Regions from separate parts of the Mus musculus genome. Here regions 2, 3 and 4 are each linked to region 1. Evidence: chromatin contacts called from public Hi-C data. All regions are on one chromosome and are shown on one strand. Each heading gives the region's core, a stretch centred on a gene start, on an enhancer-like site or on the middle of the called end of the contact. The rest is flanking DNA. Distances are from core to core; before and after follow the strand shown.

The links. A called contact is a pair of places that touch in the nucleus more often than the background predicts.
Region 2: a contact with region 1 is called in a Hi-C map of uterus, with 6 times the contacts expected there. The contact joins the promoter of Chd2 here to the promoter of Nr2f2 in region 1. A contact is called at or near these places in 2 of 484 Hi-C or Micro-C datasets (nephron progenitors and uterus).
Region 3: a Hi-C map of embryonic stem cells shows a contact between it and region 1, with 2.7 times the contacts expected there. The contact joins the promoter of A730056A06Rik here to the promoter of Nr2f2 in region 1. A contact is called at or near these places in 2 of 484 Hi-C or Micro-C datasets (both in embryonic stem cells).
Region 4: a contact with region 1 is called in a Hi-C map of embryonic stem cells, with 10 times the contacts expected there. The contact joins the promoter of Chaserr here to the promoter of Nr2f2 in region 1. A contact is called at or near these places in 8 of 484 Hi-C or Micro-C datasets (embryonic stem cells and nephron progenitors).

Annotation. Positions count from the first base shown.
Region 1 is chr7:70,359,173-70,361,872 of GRCm38.p6, forward strand. It overlaps Nr2f2 (nuclear receptor subfamily 2, group F, member 2), which reads right to left and starts at 1,421. Exons shown (of 3, transcript NM_009697.3): 1 at 716-1,421. The coding sequence starts at 1,157.
Region 2 is chr7:73,540,334-73,543,033 of GRCm38.p6, forward strand. Chd2 (chromodomain helicase DNA binding protein 2) reads right to left here and starts at 1,413. Exons shown (of 39, transcript NM_001081345.2): 1 at 913-1,413; 2 at 439-571. The coding sequence starts at 500. Chaserr (CHD2 adjacent suppressive regulatory RNA) reads right to left here. Exons shown (of 5, transcript NR_037569.1): 5 at 1-2,700.
Region 3 is chr7:73,374,483-73,377,182 of GRCm38.p6, forward strand. A730056A06Rik (RIKEN cDNA A730056A06 gene) reads right to left here and starts at 1,292. Exons shown (of 2, transcript NR_040325.1): 1 at 1,035-1,292. Rgma (repulsive guidance molecule family member A) reads left to right here and starts at 1,038. Exons shown (of 4, transcript NM_177740.5): 1 at 1,038-1,406. The coding sequence starts at 1,393.
Region 4 is chr7:73,557,037-73,559,736 of GRCm38.p6, forward strand. Chaserr (CHD2 adjacent suppressive regulatory RNA) reads right to left here and starts at 1,359. Exons shown (of 5, transcript NR_037569.1): 1 at 1,003-1,359. RefSeq lists a cis regulatory region at 841-1,930.

The sequences.
Region 1 (2,700 bases), core at 171-2,670:
AACTGGCGCAGAGGGAAAGCAGCGGCCAAAGGCCCCTTGCCCACACTTTCCTACTCCCTACAGTGCTCTCAGGGTTTCAAAAGTGAAAGGAAAAAAAAAGAAAACAAGAGGTATTTTTTTAAAGCAGAATGTTAATCCACGGAGGGGTCACATGAGCTCTGCCCAGGCGGCAGCGTTAATACGGCGAAGTGCATAAAATTGCCATTTGTAATTTGAACCTCCTGTACAAAAGTACAATCTCAGGTTGTTTTTTTTTTTTTCTGAAAAGGTGGGGGTTGGGGAGAGGGGTAAGGAGGAGGGACATATGTTGAACATGCAGGAAAAACAAGGAAAGAGAGAAAGGGAAGAGAGAGGGGGGGGACTTTAAAACAACAACAAACAACCCATTCCTTGCAGAAAGGTGAACTCTAATGAACTCTCAATCAATGCAAAGGAAAGGAAAAGCTGTCCGGAGAGGGAGAAAGAGAGAGAGGGGGAGAGGAAGAAAGAGTGGAGAAGGAAAGTCTACTAAAGCATGCGGACTGTAATGGGGGTGGGGGCTGATCTGGGTTGCAGTGCAGACCCCCACCCCCCTCCCCGGTTCCTAGTACCAAATCCCCTCCGACTGCAACCGGGAGAGCTCGGGGCTTCTGAGTCCTTACCCAGAGCAGGCTAGCCAAACGCACCCAGAGCCCCGGGACCGCGGGCGAAGGGGGAAGAAATGAGAGGCCGATACCTTCCCGTCTCATGCCCACTTTGAGGCACTTTTTGAGGCGGCAGTACTGGCACTGGTTGCGGTGGTGCTGGTCGATGGGACAGTTCCGGTTGGCGCGGCACGTGTAGCTCAGGTTCCTCCGCACGCTGCGCTTGAAGAAGCTCTTGCAGCCCTCGCACGTGAACTGGCCGTAGTGCTTGCCGCTCGACTTGTCCCCGCACACCACGCACTCGATGTGCTGCTGCTGCTGCTGCTTGTCGCTGCCCGGGCCGCCAGGGCCGCCCTGGCCGCCAGCCGCTGTCTGGGCCGGCGTGCTGGCCGGGCCCCCTTGGCCCGGCGTCTGTGGCGTGTGCGGGGCGCCAGGCGGCGGGCCCGGCACGGGCGGCGCCTGCGAGGCCTGGCTGCCCTGAGAGCCGGGCACCTCGTCCTGGGGGTCGCGCCACGTGCTGACTACCATTGCCATATCTATGGGGGCCGCGTCCGGACTTCTGCTCCCCTGGCTGCGGGCGGCGGCGGGGTGGCGGCGGCTCCCGGGTCTCGGGCTCCGGCGCGCCGCCTTTTGTGTGTGCGAGGGTGCGAGAGGGCGCGGGAGGGCGCCCCGGGTGGCTCAGGGCTAGTTGATTTGAGGTTGGTTAGTTTTTCCTTTTTTGTTTTTTTGTTTTTGCTTTTGCAAAGTTTTGTCGATTGCTTGTCTGGCCCGGTGTGTTTGTTTTGTTTGTTTCCCTCGGCTCAGCTTTGTTGGTTTCGGGGGGCTTTCCGTCCAGAGGGGAGGGCAAGGGGACAGGGGAAAGAGAGTGGGAGCAGAACGTGGAGAGAGGGAGGGGAGGGAGAGCTGCAAGTCGATTGTCTGGCTTCAAGACAGAAGTAGGAGGCAAAAAAAAAAAAAAAAAAATCTCTCTAAAGATCTCGCTCGCTCTCACTCTCCCTCCCTCTCTCCCTCTCTGGTTCACTCTCTCGCTCTCAGATCTAGTGTGCAGCGGAGGAGTTGGAGGAGGAGAAGGAGGAGGAGGAAGAGGAGGAGGAGGAAGAGGAGAAGGAGAAGGAGAGGCGACTGTCCGGGGGCCAAGTCCAGGGCAGCCCACAGTCAGCCATTCAGGAAAGCCATCGAAATCAGGAGGACTGGGAGAGCGGAGGCGCCGGGCGCGGGCGCGCCCTGGGAGCCAGGCAGGCCGGGGCGGAGGCCGGCGGCCCGCGGAGTGGCCGGAGCTCTGCCCGGGTCCGGGGGAATCAGCATGAAAGTGGTCCGCGTCCGGCGCTGCGCGGCGTCGTCCTGGCGCTGGGCCGCCGCCGCCTCCTGCCCCGGGCGCCTGGCGCGCGCCGCGCTCGCTCCGGACGCCGCCGCCGCCGCCGCCGCTCTCGGAGGCCGCTCGTTGCTCTCCGCGGGCCGCCCGGGCCGCCGCCGCCGCCGCCGAAGCCTCCGGGTCGGGCCCGGAGCCGCTGCGTCTAGCGCCGCCGCCGCCGGTGGAGTCGCTGCTGCTGCCGCTGCTGCCGCCGCCGGTGGAGCCGCTGCTGCTGCTGCTGCTGCTGCTGCTGCCGCCGCCGCCTCACACACATAGGGAAAGAGTCAACTCGCCGGCGGCGGGGGAGAGATGATAAGAGAGAAAGGAGGGCAGATCAGCACCTAGAAGCGCATCCTTCGTGCGCAGAGGGGGGAGAAACGGAGAGAAAGAATGAAAGAGGGAAGAGCAGCGCGGCACCCGGAGAAAGGAGGCAACTCCGGCAGAGGAGGAGGAGGAGAAGAAAACACACACGCGCGCACGCACGCACACACCGCGGAGAGAAAAGAGCAGAATCAAAGTGATCAAATATGCTAAAAAGGGGGGCGCGGGAGGGAATGCGATTTATAGGCGCCGGGGCTGGCAGAAGTGGCTTCTCCGCGATCAGCTCACTGAGCTCTCTATATAGTGAACTTTGACACGACTGCTGCAACTTAGCGCACGTTGCCATGGCGACGGCGCGCCTTATAAGGCAGCCGCCGGGGTTGGCCTGGCCCGGCGCGCGCGCGC
Region 2 (2,700 bases), core at 163-2,662, 3.2 Mb after region 1:
CTGCTCTATGGCCCTCGGTTACAAGTTTGAATATCCCAGATTCTTCAAAGAAAAAAATTTGCCTTGTATGTAAAATGGTGCAATGCAGCAATGGCTAAACAGACAAGGTCATTTTTCTGCAGCATGAAAACCTAAAACCTGAAAATTTACTGACAGAAAAACTACAGTTTCTAGGAAAGGCCCCTCCGGAGAAAAGTACATTACCTTCTGAATGCTGTAAGAGGCCTTAAGTCACAACTCAACTTTCATAAATTGATACCAAAAAATCAGGGTGTGGCATGTTAGCAATCTCAAGGTCACGCTTTAAAAACCAACCCAAGTTAGAAAATTCTTGAAATACAGACAGCAATCCATGTCTGTCAAAGTAAACAAGTGTAAGCTGAGGTTTCCCGAAAAAAAAAAAAAAAGAAAGAAAGAAAGAAAGTTGATAGCTCATACCTCGATGCATTGCTGTGTAGCGAACTGTCCTCCTCTTGGCTTTTGTCCTTATTTCTCATCATCTTTTAATTCTTAAATATTAAGGGGGAGGGGGAATCTGTGTTTGCTTTGAAGTCCTGTGCCCAGGTATTTACTGTCAAAAGTTGAAAGAAAGGTGAGGTCCCAGCTTCTGCGGATGGTTTTATTATCAGGAACAAAGTCCTGACGATGTTAGCGATATTCATGTAATGCAACAACGATAAACACCAGAAAAACAAAATATTTCTATTTTTCCGTTTTAAAATGAGAGGGGGATAAACTGAACGACAGAAGCATCACTATCAATAAGGAAAGTTTCTCAAAAGTAACACACTGGATACAAATAACAATCTCTCTATCTTATTGCGTCATCCAGGAATTTCTCATATTTACAGTAAATAAAGCCAAGTTCAACATTAATTTTTTTAAAATTATCACTGATTATCATGGACTTACCTGATCCATGTAGTAGGTCCAAAGCAAGAGTCCTATCTAGTAGTAGAAAAATATCCGATCCAAAATAATTTTTAAAAACGCAAAATTCTCCGTTAAAAAACAAAAAGTAAATGAAATAATCCTCAAATATGTTGACTTGTCAAAAAATAAAGCAATAATTAATACTAAAACAGGTCCGGAAGGGGAAAAAAAAACCTCATTAGGAGAGCGCACAAAAATGGAGGTGCGCCATGGCTTCTAAGCTGGAAAAAACAACGACCTGGGCTCTCAATACGGCAGCTTCTTCCAACAAGGCACGAAAAGAAAGCTCCTAAAAGCAGCTTTTCTCCCAAAAAAAGGTTCGGATCGACCCCAGTAAGTCACTAGAAGAGGCAGGGGGCTGCGGGGGCCCCCTGAGGCTGCCCGAAAGTTAGGGAAAGTTGCGTAAAGTGAACCGAAGCAGGGAGCAAAGCGCGCTCTCTCTAAGGCACAGCCGCCATCTAGAGCCTCCTTCCCAGCTCTGAGAGCTCTGCCTTTGATTGACACTCTCTACATTTACCCCACAACTCAGGTGATGTACCATAGACCCACCCCTTCATCTCCACCAAAAAAAAAAAAAAAAGAAAGAAAGAAAGAAAAAGAACCAGATTCTCCATCCAAGAGAGCCAGAAGACCCCCAACTCCACACCTCCCTGCCCCTCCAGACCACTCCATCAGAGGGAGGGGGAAGGGCTTCTTAACCCCCTCTGGCTCAAGCACCCTTTTTAAGCCAGAGAGAAATGTAATTTGTTCCTTTTGTCTAAAGATCTGCTAAATATTTCAGTCCTTGAGCTAAAATAACTTCCTCCCTGGACAGGAAGTGGAGTTTTATCAAGCCATTTTGAAATAAAGATAATTTCAAGAGACTCTAAAGCTCAGTTTAAGAACTAATCTTTAAAATAATTAACACCCCACCATGGGTAAAATGGCTTGTAAATAGAAGCAACATTTCAACACCATAAATTAAATCAACTCTTGCCTTCTTTATGGTGCCTAAAAACATCTAAAGATTAAGGGGGAATTTTCCACCTCAACTGGAAGGAAGGGGTAATTTTTTACAACTCAAGAGCGCCTCCCTAGTGTTCAACTGCAGTAGAGCAAAAGTTAATACAACCATTTTCCCCCCCAGAAGAAACAAACTTCTTTGTAAACCATTAATCTTGGAAGTGCCACACATCAAACATATTTACTTCTTACATATATTTGGGCATAATTAATAACTTCGAATTCAAGAAATTACACCAACCTTGGTCACCTTTAAATCAAACACTCAACCTCAACTCCAAAATCAAAAGAACCCTTTCACTCATGTTTGAAATCGAATTCTAAGTACACTCACATTTCATCAATCACCGCCACTTAAATAGGCCACATCTACCAGCCAATTATCAACTGTCAAAGACAAACCCCCTCCAGATGGAAGCACGAGGTCTATAGAAACAAAATTACAAATGCAACAAAGTATTCTCTCCCATGCACACAAGTAACCAACCACATACAAATGCCGAAAAAACTAAAAACATTCCTTTACTGAACCCTACTGGTCAAAACCATGACACTCCAGCAAACGAATTCATTTTAGTTTCACTACCAAACGTAATTATGTTAAATCTAAGAAAATGTAAAAAATCAGTTTCAAGTCTACAAACATATTTCCATCAAAATCCAAAAACTCAAGTTTTCAATTTACAAATATCAACCACCTCACATCATCCAAAGAACAAACACTGCATCTGTATTAACCACAGATGTGTATTCTAAGGTAGTTTA
Region 3 (2,700 bases), core at 42-2,541, 3.0 Mb after region 1:
GCTAAAAGCACATGGAGTTTATTTATAGCTCAGTTATAGACTAGTCTAATTCATTTGGCCAATAAACGCAGAACATTGAGTTCAAAACCACATCCCTTAAGACCACAGCATAAATAACGACGAGGGTCTTAATACGGACGATACCTTTTCATTAAATACAGAGTTCTCATCCTATCAAAATTCCAGCGCTTGGTTCAGATTAAGAGAAGATCGGGTCGTAACCCCTGTATAAAATATCCTGGCAGCGCTAACTGTTCAGTGATAATTTGAGTGTGAGCTGTGTGTCCCGGCTGACTTCACACCCCAGCTAGGGTTTCAGACCTATACGTGGTGTTGGGGTGAGACCCTGGAGATGAGCTGCTGGCGGCTGGCTGTGCTCTCCACTGTGTGCGTGAGCTGCATGAAGAATCCTTTTGAGAAGCCCGGAGTTTCCTCTGGCAATCTATGCGAGAAGGGTGCGGGGCGGGGGAGGAAGACGCTGTGACCGGAGGTTACCTCTGAGCTGGACTGCAGAGGGAGGGGTGGGGGAGTACAAGACAGTCTGTTTACTCCAGACTGCGTGTATTCGCGCACTGTGCATGCAATATACATATTATTTATTTTTTCCAATAAGATTCTAAATAGGAGTAAAATCCCTATAGAACAAAGGTGACTTTCGGCAGATGTCAATATTTATCCACGATTGGAAACCTCTAACCACCGTAGGCTCCCAGGTTGAAAACGTGGACTCCAAGCCACCTGGCTCAGGGTTAAGAAAGTTGGATGCGTTAGCGGAAGGGAGGGTCGCTGCACTTGCTGCTCGAACCCTGGGATCGCGAGCCCGCAGGGAGAGTGTGCGCTTTCTGCAGGCTCACCCCCTACGTCCTCACACACCCACTAGCGCGGATCAGCAAGGGTGGGACCGCGGCGGGGCGGGGCCTTTGGAGCCCAGACCCCACCCCTCCCCCTCCCTCTGCTCCGCTCCGCCCGCGCTCGCCCCCCCGCCCGCTCCCGGGGTGCCCGGCCCGCCCCCTCCCTGCCGCGCGCAAACGAACCTCGCGACGCCGCGCTCAGCGGTGGCGGTGGCGGCGACAGGCCGGGCGAGGCAGCAGGTTAGCCCGGGCCGCCCTACTCTGCAGGCGTCTCGGAACTGCAAGCTACGCCGCCCGAGCCCTGCGCCCGGGAAGCACTGGCCAGCCGGCCGCTCCTGAGGCTCGCTCCTCCAGGCGCTCGCAGGCATGCAGCCGGGGAGCAGGCGGAGCGCCCCGGGTCGCTACTGAGTCCGCTGAGCTGCGGGGACCAGCGCCAGCCGGGCCCCTCCCACCTCACCCAGGGGCCCACGAGCGACCGCCCTACACCTAGTCTTCGCGCGCAGCCCCGCCAGCGCCAACCCCCCGCGGGCTGGAGGGGCTCATGCAGCCGCCAAGGTAAGCGCGGACAGCGGGGGCACGGGGTCCTGAGGTCCCCAAGGCGCTGCGGACACTTGCGCTCCGCCGCCTCACTGATTAGTGGCTCCCCCAACCCGGTGTCTCATCTCACACACTTAGGGTTTTGCCTCGGATGACTCGCCTTCGCACTTGGCAGCAGGAAAGTTTTGTGGTTTGGTGTTTTTTCTTTTCCCCCAGCCCCCTAAGATGCTGCCATGAGGGCAGTAGGCGCTGCGCGTGGCTGGGCAGACCCGGCGCCTGTCCCACCCACTGTGTACCGCCTGGAGCTCTCTCTCCTGCGCGGCCACCTCTTCCGGAGGCGAGAGCCCCCCTGACCCACAGAGCTCTTGACAGATCTGATCACCCCGCTGACCCACGGTGAAACCGGATTCTCTCACTTAACCCAGGCCCGGGTTGCAGAAGCTGGAAATGAACGCACCTGCCCCGGGGCCGTCGGCATTGTACATTGTACAGTGTGAGTGACCCTTGCTTAGGAGCGTCCGGTGTGCTAGACTTGGGGTGGTGGCTAAGGGGCAAGGGTCCCAAAAGGTCCGACGTTCCTAAGAGGAAGGCAAGGCACCACGAGGACTCAGCGCCTGACTTGAGCCATGGCTCATCCCTGAGTGTTAACTAGGGGTAGAGGGACAGGTGTATTGGGGGACCGGTGCAAATATGAATGACACTTGGATGCAACTCTTGATTGCATCTTACTAGAGTAGTTGCATTAGATTTTCTCGACGAGGGAGTCAGTTTCCTGAGACTGGAACTTTAATGGGAGCCTGTGTGCTGTTATTATGTGGTGTGGTTTCGGAAGGCGTTGGATTGTATTTATTTTATAAATTGGGTGTCTTGAAGCGGATGGATTAGGGGAAATATCGCCATCTAGCGGAAATGGTGATCTGTACCTTCCTCACAAGCCATGAAGTTGGGCGTTCTCAAAGTTCCCCTATATGAGGAGATGGAGAGATGGGAACTAGCCAACGTGTCCAGAAAGACTGTTTCTCTAGTGCTCAGGCCATCCTGTAAGCGGGGCTTGAGCACCCGCTGCCCGGAGCTTAGCTCTCAGGACCGAATGACGAATTGTATTAGTGGCAGGATATCACCTCCAGGACTGCCATTCCCTTCTGTGTAGTTTTGGGTTCTTCTAGCAAAAATAAAGTAAACGGTCACCTGCCTTTGTCCCTAGGCATCTGGTCCAGGGATCTGGCAAGCCTGTCACGGTCACTTTACTACTCTCTAGTTCATCTGTACCTATATAGTGATTTGTGAAGTTAATGTTAAGCCCTGACTCTTA
Region 4 (2,700 bases), core at 109-2,608, 3.2 Mb after region 1:
TACGTGCAACAAATGCAACAAATATGGCCCCTCTTCATCGCCCATCAATGGCAGTCTTACTTCAGGATTTACACTAAGTAACTTAAAGAGCTCTGCTTTTAGAATATTTCTTAACTTTTACGGCCAAGGTTTCTAATAGTATACACTCTCTTTTAAACAAGATGAATTTTAACTTGTAAAGGGTCGGAACCGCCTCAAGTTAGATTTAACATTCAAGTGAGAAGTTGCTGATAACGGCTTTACCTACTCATTTAAAAAAGTATCAAACAGTACGGTTATGTTCAAGTATCAGGATGTCAAATGGTCTTAACGAAAGTTCTCGGTAAAAATAAGCTGTATTCATCAAACGCCATCATCTTGCACCATAATTATCAAATCTACTTCCTTTAAACTGCCTTGTTGCCGTCGTCATTTTTGAAATACTAGATGCACTCCTGTAACTTGCCTTTTCTAAAAGACAACAAACGTCACGGACGTTTAACAAGCTGAAAGGTACCTTTGCATCTAGAACACTAACAGCCGTTCTCAAAAGCAGCTTAGAAAGAGTTAAAAGCCAACACCCAACAGGGAGAAGGGGGGAAAAAGACAAGTTTTATTTTGGTTTAAGCGAAGTGAGAGGTTCCATTGTTCTTTTAGATCCGACCCCAAAGATGGGTTCCCACCTCACTGGAAAAGATTTTTAAAAGCCCATCAACGGAGGATTGTTGTTATTTCTCGCTAAGTATCGAAGTAACTCACCAGAGCAAGCAGGGGTTCCACGGCGCGGCCGCCGCCCTCTCCCCGCTGGCTCGGACCGCAGCGCGGCGCCCGGCTGGGTATGCAGCGGGAACGCGGTGGCCCGACCCCGTGCTCCCGTGGCATCGGCCCTCCGCGGCAGTGCCCGGGGCTGCGTGTGCAGAGCCAGCCGGCAGCCACCCGCCGCCCCTCCCGCCCGCGCTCAAGGACGTCGTGCTTTTCCTCCCAAGGACAAAGGACAATAAAGGGAGCAGGGGAGCTACTCACCGGGTCGAAGCGCGGCCCCTGCCGCCATCGGCTCGCTCTTCCTCGCGTGTCCAGGACGGGTCGCCCGCCGCAGCCTCCCGCCCGCGGCGCGAAGCCGCCTCCCGGCCGCGCGCGACACCAGCACCGCCGCTGCCGCAGCGGAGCCACGGGCGTCGTGGGCCCGGCCTCCCCGGGCGCTCCGGCCGCGAGCTCCCACATCGCGCGCGGCCGCCTCGCCCCAGCCGCGGCCTCCCCGCTCTCCCAGAGCCCTCCAGGACGCCGGGGTAGCGCTCCCAGCGCAGCGGCGAGCCCACGGGCCGCGGCAGACCGCCTGACAGCTGGGCTTGCTGCTGCCTCTCCGGCCATCTTGTGCCGTGTGTGGTGTCTCTCCCGTCTCCTCGCTCGGCTTTCCTCCCTCCTCCTCCTCCCCCCGCCCCACACACCACACAACATGGCCTCTTCGCTGCGGCGGGAGCTGCGGCGGCGGCTAGAGCTCCGCGGCGCTCCAGCTCGCTCCCCTCCCCCAACCTCCCGCCTGCAGCTCCGGGACCCCCAGTGCGCACGCGCGCCGACACCCGCCCGCGGCGGCCATTGGCTGGGCTAGCTTCCTGCCCTCGCTTCCCGGAGCGGCATCACGCACTTCGTTCGTACCTTCCTCCCGCCCCAACTGCATACTATTGGTCAGTTCTGAACCCACCGCTTCCATGTTCTCAGCACCAATAGGGCTTATTTAATGCCAATCATAGCCCGTGGGCGTTTCAGGAGAGAAGTCCTGACCTGCGATTGGCAGATAGTGAAACTCTGGGTTTGCGGGGAGAGACGTAACTTTCTGCTCCGCAGTGCGGACCCTCGAAGGTAGTTTGTGTACGGACGAGCCATTAAAAGCTAACCTTTCCTGTTTCTGACTTGAGATTTTTTTCGTCCACAAAGGAAGAGGAAGTGATAGAGCGAAAACGACATGATTGACAAGATAAGCAAAAACTGCAGAACCTTCCTTCTTGGGCAAGCGCCATAGCCTCAGGATTTTTTGCCCCTAAGGAACCAGACCACAGGCAGGTTATGACCAGCACATTCGCTAACCTAATATCTGACTTGATATACCACTTATTTGAGGTAATCTAGTAGCATGCCCAGTAGTCCTGAGGGCCTAACAAACCAGCCTCTTAATTCTGATTAGCTGGATCCCACATTTTAGGGCAGCGTTGTTGAAGTGGTAGTTTAAACATGTCTATCCAGCTTTCCCCCAGAGAATTACACAGTACAAGCTTCATTTCCTCTCAAAAACTCCACTCTTTTACATTTCTTCTTCCCACTTCTGCCTGGAAACAAGTTTAGGCAGAATACAAATGAATCTCTGAACCGTCTGTCCTCAAGTATCTAAGGAAGTTGTTCTCGCACAGAAGCGGAATGTGGAAATGTTTCTTTTGGCAAGGGGCTAGGGGAAAAGAAAATATGCTATTAGTTTCCATGAGGGAAAAACACTTTTAAGAAGGGGCTTGCTTGTTGAGATGAGAGGAACAGTTCTAAAATTCTCTTGAAACTTAGTTTGCTCCTGGGTTAAAAATCACATTACTTGATCATGGACCACAAAAGTCGTTCTAGTTCCCTTTTGGAGGGGTGTGGAATCAGGTCTCTTTAACATAGTGTTGGCTGTCCTGATGTTTTTTAACGTTAATTTGAGCGTGTGTATGTGTCTGTCTGTCTGTCCACATTAAGTGT